2 separate regions of the Mus musculus genome follow, and region 2 is linked to region 1. Evidence: chromatin contacts called from public ChIA-PET data. All regions are on one chromosome and are shown on one strand. The core of a region is the stretch at or near the end of the contact, and the rest is flanking DNA. Distances in the headings are between cores, read along the strand shown. Region 1 holds the start of Tnfrsf14 (tumor necrosis factor receptor superfamily, member 14 (herpesvirus entry mediator)). Region 2 overlaps Ski (ski sarcoma viral oncogene homolog (avian)).

Region 1 (4,945 bases), core at 5-2,504:
CAACCACAACTAAAGCCCCACAGGACTTGTTGGCCTTCTGTCTGCCCTCTATGAACAATTCAGAAACACAGAGATGGGGCTTCCTAAATCCCTTAGAACTGGCTCTGACCCCAGCCCACTTTCAGTCTCAGTCTCTGGTTATAAAGCCTGCCCTACCCCCCGGGCCCACCCCAGGCAGTGAACTTCAAAGGTTCCAGACACCGAGGACTATCCCTGAACTGAACACTGTACAGCCGTTGGACTGAGGACCCAGAGGCCCAGAGGCTCAGGACAGGAGTTCCTCCCTGGCACAGCACTTCCTCCTGGGAACTCCCACCTGGGTTGCACATGGGGCAGCACTCGTCTCCCACAAGGAACTCCTCCTGTCTGCATGAGGGCTGGGCAGAGATGCGCTGCAGCAAGTTCAAAAGGAAGACACAAGGCACCTGGGAGAGGAGATGAGTGCTGGAGGAGAGGACTACCTCCATCGCTATGGCTCTCCCTCCCCAACCCCCCCACCAGGCTGGTCCAGGCCCTCAGTGCATGCTCTGCTTCTTGAAGTGAGGAAACAGCACAACTTCAGTGTCTCTGTAGGAGGGGCTCGGGCCCAGGCCTGCTTAACCTACCTTCTGCCTTCATTGCCTGACAGTGTAAGACCTGAGAGGCAGCAGGGTCAGCTGGGGCTGGGAACAGGCTCTTCAGAATCCTAGGGACAGCTGACTGATGGTTAGTATATCCTACTTGAGCAAACAGGATAGACACTCTGTCTGGCTCCTGCTAGCCTGCCCTGATCTCTGTCTCCACTCTGTGAGGGTGCTTATCCTCAGGGACAGAGATACCTATGGTTGGCCTCTTGCTACAGGGCCTGTCCAGAGACAGCCAGGGTTCTGCCAAGGGCTACTATGCTCATAGCACCACCTCCTGCCCTTTAAAGAGAGCCATAGTAGGTGTCTGTGAGTGGAGGCCCGGGAGTGGAGGGGCAGAGGCCTGCCTTCCTGTAGCCTCCCAACCTGAGGTTGTTATCAATTATCTCCAGAGATTTGCAGATCCAAGCAGCATAAAGCCCCGTGAGCTAGCTGCCCAGACAGAGCTAAGGGACAGGAAATGTCTGGGGTGGGCTGTGGCTGGAGTTGGGCCGGAAGGAGCTTGGAGGCTGTAAAGGGCTCGGGAACTCACCAGCCTGAAGGTGTTGTCTGTAGGGGCCTGGCTCCAGGGTGCCGACCCCCATCCTGGGAGAGGTTCCATTTTCTTGATCAAGAAACTTCAGGCCAAGAGCCCCATGGGCTCTGAACCTCCTCACACACTCTCATGAGCCTTGGCAAGGAAAAGTGAAAATGAAAGAAAAAATAGTCTCTCTGACTGAAGTCTGTTAGAGGCAGATGGAGCACATTAAGTACACACGGGGCGTGGTGCTGGGAGGGCCCTAAAGTCCAAACAGAGCCTCAGCTTCAGACTCCATACAGGGACACTAGCAAGTTTTCCCAGCCTGTATATATACCCTCTGGAAGTATGTCTGTCTCCCAGGTCACTACAAACACCTCGGTGCTTACCTTGAATTTTCTGACAGACAAACTGAAATAGGAACCTCTCAGCCTCAGGGAACTGGGAACTTGATCTTTTGACCTACCTCCCAACTCACCCCTCTCACCGGACCCTCCCCCTTTAAGCTTCCAGTCACTTCCCAGACACCACGTCAGGGTTATCCCCATTACCAATTTATCACTGCCCGCTTCTTCAGCCTATACGCTTCTGAGCACATTCGGCGCTAGGAACAGGAGCCAGCCTTCTTTATCTTCTAAGGGTGAAGCAGGGTTTCTTATCATCTTTGAGCAGGCTATGGGCTTCTCTAACTGGCCCCTGAGCGGGACTAGGCGGAGCAGACTAATTTTCCTTTTGCAGATGAGGATGGGGGCTTTGAGTAGGACTACAGGGTAGTATGCTGGGCTTCCTCAGCCCACAGACTGGCTGAGGTCATGGGGTGGGGGCCTACTACAGACCTAGGCTGTTGAGAGCTTTTGGTGCTTCTAGGAATCTGGCATCTGTCACTGGGCTCAGACAAAGAAGTCGGCATGTCAGAAACAATGACCACGGGGCTTTGTTTACTGCTTTGCTGACCACTTAACGTTAGCCTTGTGTCATCCTTGCGCTTACTACTTGTCACATCCTTGGTCACTCTCTTGTGTGGTCTCCTTGTTTACTACTTGTTTACTTGGTTGCTTTGTCTTTGATCTAAGAACTGACCATGGGTTTTGTTTGTTTGTTTTTGTTTTGTTTTGTTGCATAAACCTAGAATGATATAAAAGCAGGCGGGAGAGAAACAGCTGCTTCAGCCGCGGTACGGGCTGGAGTCAGGTTATAGTGTTGTCTGTTTTCTTTTTCAATACTCACTCCCTCCCTTGAGACCCTGTTGACTGGCTGAGCTGGCTTGGTCACGAGGCTCCAAAGAGAAATAAGGAACCCCAAAGGCGCACAGAACATGAAGCTCCTCCAAGATTCTTTGACCAGGGCTACTGTGCGTCTCTCAACCCCTCGACTGACCGTTAAAACTAACCACAAATTATTGCTCCAGCTGAATCGGTCACCACCCTCATAGGTTTGGCTGGCCCTGGACTGATTTCCCTCATAGCTGGGACCTGCCCACACCCAGAACAACACACCCTGTTCCAATGAACCCTGTGAGCCAGGCTAGAGGACACCTGGCCCTGACCCAACGACAGCTCTCTCTGGGTTTTGACTCTGAGTTTTGGTTACTATTGTAGTGATGAAACACCATAACCAAAAGCAACATGAGGAAGCGAGGGTTGGTTGGGTTACACTTCCACATTGTAAGTTACCAGAGGAAGTCAGGAAAGGAACTCAAAAAGGGCTGATGCCTAGAGACAGAAACTGATGCAGAGGCTATGGAGGGATGCTCCTTACTGGCTTGTTATCCATGACTTATTCAGCCTGCTTTCTTATAAAATTCAGGACCACAAGCCCAGGGATGGCACCACTCACAATGAGCTGAACCCTCCCCATCAGTCACTAATTAGAAAATGCCTTACAGCCTGATCTTACGGGCTGTAAGTCCCTCCTTTCAGATGAGTCTAGCTTGTGTCAAGTTGACATGAAACTAGCCAATGTTCTAGTCCACAGTCCTCCAGAATCCCACCCCAAAGGGACACAGAAGAGTATGCCGTATGTTACAGAGGCTGTTCCACACAGCCATCTGTGTGCCTCTGTAGTAGACAATGCAGAGTGGACAGCCTCTGACAGTCCAACACAGTGATGTGGGGGTATCTAGTGAGGAGGCAGATATTTTACCCCATCCCACAGATGAATACTGGGAAATGGCCAAAGCCCCACAGCTCATAGGTACCTCAGAACACACAGAAGGCTCTGGACTGCAAGCATGTTTCCATATCTGTGGGCTCTCAGAGACATGCCCCAGGGTGGGAAGCCAGAGGATTCTGATGAGGTAGGTGAGATCCCTGAGCCTGGTACAGCCCCACAAGACCTCCACTAGGCTCCCAAGCCACCATTCCCAGTGATGCACAATCCAAGATCATCATCCTCTTGGGAAATCAGGAGCAAGATACAGGACTTACAGACATCATGTAGTGCATGGCTGAGTGGGAAATACCCAGTTGTCCATCTGTACTGGCTAGTTTTGTGTCAACTTGACACCGCTGGAGTTACCACAGAGAAAGGAGCTTCAGTTGAGGAAATGCCTCCATGAGATCCAGCTGTAAGGCATCTTCTCAATTAGTGATCAAGGGGGAAAGGCCCCTTGTGGGTGGTGCCATCTCTGGGTTGGTAGTCTTGGGATCTATAAGAGAGCAGGCTGAGCAAGCCAGTAAAGAACATCCCTCCATGACCTCTGCATCAGCTCCTGCTCCCTGACCTGCTTGAGTTCCAGTTTTGACTTCCTTTGGTGATGAACAGCAGCATGGAAGTGTAAGCCGAATAAACCCTTTCCTCTCCAACTTGCTTCTTGGTCATGATGTTTGTGCAGGAATAGAGACCCTGACTAAGACAAATTGGTACCAGCAGAATGGGGTATTCCTGTGACAACCTGACCATGTTTTGGGGAGGACTGTGGAAGGACTTTGGAACTTTGGGCTTGAAGATCCATTCGCTGTTAAGAGCTCTGTCAGATGTTGTATAGGAGCTCGGAAGATAATGTTGAGAACAGTGTAGAAGATGGAGGTCTGGTTTGTGAAATTTCAGAGGGAAAATTAAAGACTCTTTTCAGGGCCATTTCTGTTTTGATTATGAAGATTCTGTGGTTCTGGTTAGCTGGAGCTGAAGAATCAGCTGTGATTAACAAGATACCAGAACTACTAAAGCAAAAACTTTGCATTACTGGAACAATTGAGGCTGGTTAGCTGGAGCTAAGAAATTAGCGGTGATTAAGAAGAGACCAGCATCGTTGAGGTGACGTCTTCTGGGAAGTGTTTTCTGAAAGCACAAAGAGGCTGTGTTCCAGAGATGGCCAAGGTTGTACTCCTGCTGCAGCGGGACTTGGTAATATGTAAGGGTCACCCAGGTGGTACTGGTTTTGAAGGCATGAAGGGGTCACAAAGAGCAGCTGAGGCTCGACACTGTGAGAGGCCATGGAAGGCCATTGGTGAAGGTGCAGCCGCAGTTGCAATTGAAGGCCCAGGACTGAAGGGGTCATGCAGTGTTTTGGAGATGCCAGTACCATGAGATGACCACCAAGAGCAGCAGCAGCAGTGGAGTACAGGCATCTGGAGCCTAGAGGACGACACGTGTGCTAAAAAGGGCATGGCTGGAGAAGTGACCCAAGCCCTTGGAGGAGTCCAGAAGATTGTGAGTTGGATCCCAGACATTGGACGGTTGGAGATTGATTTTTGCTTTTGATTGTGTCTGTGCCCTGATATTTTCCCTCTTGAAGGTAGAAACTATTTTAGTAGAGCCCACAGTTAAGAGACTTTTAATTGTAAAAAGACTTTGGATTTTAAAA
Region 2 (5,054 bases), core at 176-2,675, 290 kb after region 1:
CTCTTGCCAAGATCCCTTTATCTGTTTCCACACAAACAGGTCAGTGACTCAAAAGAATGTAGACAAGCATAGCCAAATCTACTCACAGGACACTTGGTCAGTACCAAGTACTGTAACCAGGTGCACATGTCCCTTGAGGGCCACAGGCTTCTGCCCTGACTTTACTATCATTCCACTTCCAAATCTTGGTCCTGTTTCAGGAATAAGAGGATACTGGCAGCTGTGAGTCTAGAACCCAGGGATCTCTAGGCAGTAGCACAGAAGCTTGGGGACAGGGCCTTATGTACAGAGAGAGCAGCTCTGTGAGCAATCTGTACATGTAGTAAGCAATCTGTGAGCTTACTACGTGGTGGCCCTGGTGACAGGGGTGCTTCCAGAGGGTGACCCAGGATAACCTCTCAAAGTACCTCAAAAGGCAGCAAGATCGTCGGAGCACAATCCTTGATCTAGAAAAGGGACCAGAACTCCACGGGGTCACAGGAGAAGGTGGGAGACACTCTTGATGGAGTAGTGTAGACAAGTCAGCATGACAGGATCCATCAGTGGCTACAGTGGCTACTGACCACACAGAGCACCAGGGGCAAAGCACCTCTCAGCCGCCATCTACCTGACACCCAGCTCCACGCTTCCTTTCTCTTCCCTGGCGCCAGGGAGAAGGCAAGAGAGGCTCCCCTCACTGCTCAGCTCTTCTAGATCTCACAGAAGTAACTTAGCTTTGATTCAAAACAAAGAAACTTTTAAAAAACATTTCAGTTGAAACTTGCATAATTCTTCTGAAGGAGAAACCTTGCCTCAACTTTCGCAATCCTTAGAAAGAGACACTGTTGCAGAATCCAGCCCCAGCCATGGCCACCTCGCCTCCTGCCAGACAGCAGGGCAGGCAAACCCCTCAACCGCAGCCTCCTTTCTGGGGCTGCAAAGACAGAGGCTCCGACCTGGGGGGGGTGGGGGGGGGGGATGGAGAGGCTCTGCTCTAGGGCAGGGCTGGGTTCACACTTGGCCCAGACTTCCTCACCCTCTACATCCTGTCTGCCCTTAAACACTTCAGACAGACATTACACAAACCAGCTGCAGGGGAGGTTGAGAAACGGCAGAGAGTCAATGACCTTACTCTTGGAAGCTTCTTGATGACGGGGCCTTCAGTGGGCATCCGGGGACAAAGGTGAGGGCTACTCAATGACCCTGCTTCCTCCAGATGGTGAGGGACCCAAATGGCTCCCAGAGGAGCCCCAGAAGGTATCAAGATTGATGGACAAACAGCCTGAAAGGCTATGCTGTAAGAACGTGGCCCTCTCAGAGGTGGGCTTCCACCAACACTCATTAACCCCTCCACGCACAGCTGGCTATGGTGTCCTAGAGACCACTCCCAAACTGCTGTCCCACTCTCGGAAGACCTACTGGCCTTGGACTGGAACCACCACCTGGCAGCCATCCTAGACCCAGAGAGCACCCTTCTTTCCTGGACCAGGGCCTGACCTCCGGGTCATATTCTTGGCCCACGCATCTGAAGGGGAAAAATCAATACCAACTCTAAGAAAGTTGAACACTCTTCAAAAAGAACCCAGTGAACTAAGTGCAGTTGACCTTTTGAAGAACCACCAAGACCTGCAGGTGTCCAGGAGACAGGGTCCCAGCTTACTGGCACTGTCCTCTCCTAAGGCAATCTTCCTGGAAGGAAAAACCCCAACTGGGCAGTGATACACGACTGTGATCCCACCTCTCGGGAGACAAGGCCCTATCCCAAGAAAACCAAAAGAGCAAATCACAGTCCACTCAGAAGACTCCTGAACCTAGCACACCACACCAGCTCTGCACCCTACAGCCACAGCCATGTCCTAAACACACCCAGGGCTCAGTGCTCCCTAAAAGCTGACCATCTGACTAGGTGTGGAACTAAGAACCGTGCCGTCAGTCCTGCTGTCCCACTCTGAGGAACCCCGACAAGTCTACATTAAGTGGTGTCAGGTGCCAGAACAAAGTCCCGAGAATCCAGGCTTCAGAACAGAGATGCCGTAACCTACAACAACCCAAGTCACTCCACACCAAAGCCCACTTCTCAGACCCACAGGGAGGATCCTGTTCTAGCCAGGAGGAGACCGGAAGGAGACTTCGGTGGCTGGCCTGAAAAGACAGCTGCTAGTAACTACCAATCTTCCTGTGGGACATCAGCCAAGTCCCACAGGTACACAGAGTGGCAGGCAGCTCAAAGGGCCACTGCCCATTTTCCTTTTTATGCAGATACCCTGACTCTGTGGGAAGCCCAACAGCTACCAAGCAAGCCAAGAGTAAGAGAGAACTGTCCAGGAAGCTACTGGATGGAAGGGAAGGTTCTGAGGCGCCCCCTTCCATCTGTGCCCTGCCCCACCACCCAACGAAAAACAGTATCAAGACAGGCTCAACAAAGCATTAGTCCTAACCTGCTTCAGAAAATCGAGGCACAGAGGAGGGGGTTAAGCAACTTGCTCAAGCTCACATAGCCGGTGAGTGAGGAAGAGAGTGAGAATGTTGATCCCACAGCGGGACTGGACCGGCTCACTGAGCACCCAAGTAGCCGGCATTTTCTTCAAAGCTTTGCCAGCAGAAGTGGACATTTCCTGTTTCCCCGTGACATCAGGAGGGTATTGCAGAAGACCACCTATCATAGCCCATGCCGAAGCCTGGGGGACAGCAGCCCACACCCCTGTACACACTCAACTGACCACAGGAACCACAATTCCACCTCCACCAGGCCAACCCCACCCGATCCCAACAGACCCTACCTCAGTCAAAGAGAAGCCGCCCCAGGCAGGCTGCCACAGAGCAGAGCAGCCAAGTGTCATGAGAGCATCAAGGACTCAGGAAACCCACTGCCCTCCGCACCTTCCTACCACCAGTTCAAGAACCCACCCCTCTCCACGAAGCACTCAGCTCACCCCTAGTTCAAGACAGCCCACGGGCCCGCCAAGAGCTGCATGGCCTGCAGTCCCAGCATACTCTGTGCTCTCCTCAGTAGATCACAAATGTTAACATAAGCTATGCAGGAAGTAAGGGGATCCTGACAACGTTCAGTGAACAAGAGCGGGCACTCAGGCCACTCCTCAGGACAAGAGAAGTCTGGGCAGCCATGGGTCTGCACCCAGACTGACCTCCCCTTCCTGGGTGTTACCTATGGTTCACAGAGATAAACATATGGCTGTCCTGAAGAGGACGGGTCCAGCCTGAACCCCCAACTTCAGACCCACAGAGTCAAGGGAGCAGCAACACGGATGGCAGAGCTGGGAGCACCTTACAAAGATGAAAGAGGAGTCTACCAGTGCCTTGTCAGTAAACAATCGGAAGCTGGTCAAACTCTAGAGCCCAAGCTGAAGCCACCACTTGCCTGAGAGGAGCTGGAGATACAGAGCACCTGAGAAACTTCTCTTCACTCAACAAATGAGGTGTCAGAGCACTCCCAGGGTGGCCAACAGAGAAGAGCAGCTAGACACAAACCATGGAGGAAATGACCCAAGCACATGACCATGGCTCAGCACACCGTCCTGCCTTCTAACCCCACAGTACTGGCACGGGCATCTGAACCAAATCCCCTGAGCCCAAGAATCTCATACCCAGCACCACAGGACTTGTAAGAGAAGACAGGAGTCTTCTACTCAGCAGTGGCTGGGACAAAGGGACCATGCTGGTCCTCTAAGCCTAGACAGAAAGACCACAAACACTCAGGACCAGACAAACACAAACACAGACACACCCAACTCAGACAAGACTCTCTGCCTGCTCCCAAGATAAGAGGCGTGAAAGTGTCCCAGAGGCACAGCCTCTCCAGTACCACATCTCTACAGTAGCCACACAAGGGTGCAACCACCCCAGACAGACAGGTCTCCGCTGGTGGGACCCTACAGCCAGGTCCATCTGAGAAGACCTGCCTGCAACATCTCCCACCCAGTGCACTGCCCCGGCTGTGGCGAAAGTGCCAAAGAACACACAGCATATGTACACTCCACAGCCCCCAGAGAATGAGGCGACCATCCTTCTTCAGAGCCCCTCCCCCCACAACTCTGACACGCTGCTGGAGGGGCGCCCAGAGAAAACCGGGCTGCAGCATCTATTCACAGATTTAGAAAAAAAAAAAAAAAAAGTTTGATGCAATAGCTTGAATTAATTAGGTCTCCCAAGAATAGCTGAGCCAATGCAGCATTCTGTGTGTGCAATTTAATAAGCCTGGATATTTAAAAGTTAAACATACTTAGGATGCATATGCAAAGAAACTTCCTGTGGACTCCAGTGAATGATTTAGGTACCAAGTGGCCCAGGAAATGCCCAAGCAGATCTCACAAAGCTTTCTTTGACTCACATACAACACAGCCTGGGCTGACGGGCCTCCACAACCAAGCACAAGAGCAACATAAGGAAATGGGTGAGACCAAAGAAACTGCAGACCATCAGCAACTCCGGCAGGCCGCTGACCACGCCAAAGTGGCCTTCGACGTGCACAAACAGGAGACACCAGGGGCTGCAAGTGCCAAGTCTCTGCCAAGACAGCTAGCTAGCTTCACTTTAGCTGTCTGTGCCCCAGTATTTAAAGGAAAAACAGGAGAGGCAGTAAACATGCATGGATACTCAGCTGAGGACCACAGGCAAGAAAGCATCCCAGCCACAAGAGAGAAAGGGGCAAGCTTCATTCTCATATGGACAACTCTGTCAAGGTCCCATGGTGATATGGGCCAGAAAGTCACAGCCTAGGTCCAGGCACTCTAACCTCCCAGAGCTTGAAGTTGCCACTTTCTCAGACCTTCAGAGCTTAGCCTGAATGGTCAAGGGCTATGAGCCCCGAGAGGGCTCTCCCGTTTACTCTACTCCATAAGAGCAGCGCTCAGACAACACGAAGATGGCCTTACCCACAAGAGACCGACAAGCCCCCTACTTTTCTAAAATCAAATCAACCCAAGGCCTGATAAGGTCGAACCACGAGCCCCAACCTTTTGAACCCAGAGGACCCAGAGCAGAAGGACCCCACCCACCCACCTTGAGCATAGTTTGCCAACCCCCAAGACCCGGGGACACTTACCCGGGGCACCCTC

What was found. ChIA-PET counts read pairs in DNA pulled down with a chosen protein or histone mark.
Region 2: a contact with region 1 is called in an RNA polymerase II ChIA-PET map of memory CD8 T cells, with 59 read pairs. The contact joins the enhancer-like site here to the promoter of Tnfrsf14 in region 1. A contact is called at or near these places in 2 of 484 Hi-C or Micro-C datasets (both in CD8 T cells), 4 of 115 datasets of contacts at active chromatin or transcription factors (bone marrow-derived dendritic cells, memory CD8 T cells, microglia and 1 more) and 1 of 9 other capture datasets (liver).

The regions. Positions count from the first base shown.
Region 1 is chr4:154,926,823-154,931,767 of GRCm38.p6, forward strand. It overlaps Tnfrsf14 (tumor necrosis factor receptor superfamily, member 14 (herpesvirus entry mediator)), which reads right to left and starts at 1,255. Exons shown (of 8, transcript NM_178931.2): 1 at 1,156-1,255; 2 at 317-425. The coding sequence starts at 1,224.
Region 2 is chr4:155,216,511-155,221,564 of GRCm38.p6, forward strand. Ski (ski sarcoma viral oncogene homolog (avian)) reads right to left here. Exons shown (of 7, transcript NM_011385.2): 1 at 5,042-5,054. Among named protein-coding and RNA genes, the nearest start is that of Ski, 3.5 kb to the right of the region's middle. Within about 2 kb of position 1,426, at least 144 of the 459 cell types and tissues checked have an H3K27ac peak or open chromatin away from gene starts, as enhancers often do. A contact at or near this core is called in CD8 T cells, liver, memory CD8 T cells and 2 more, where this site is marked.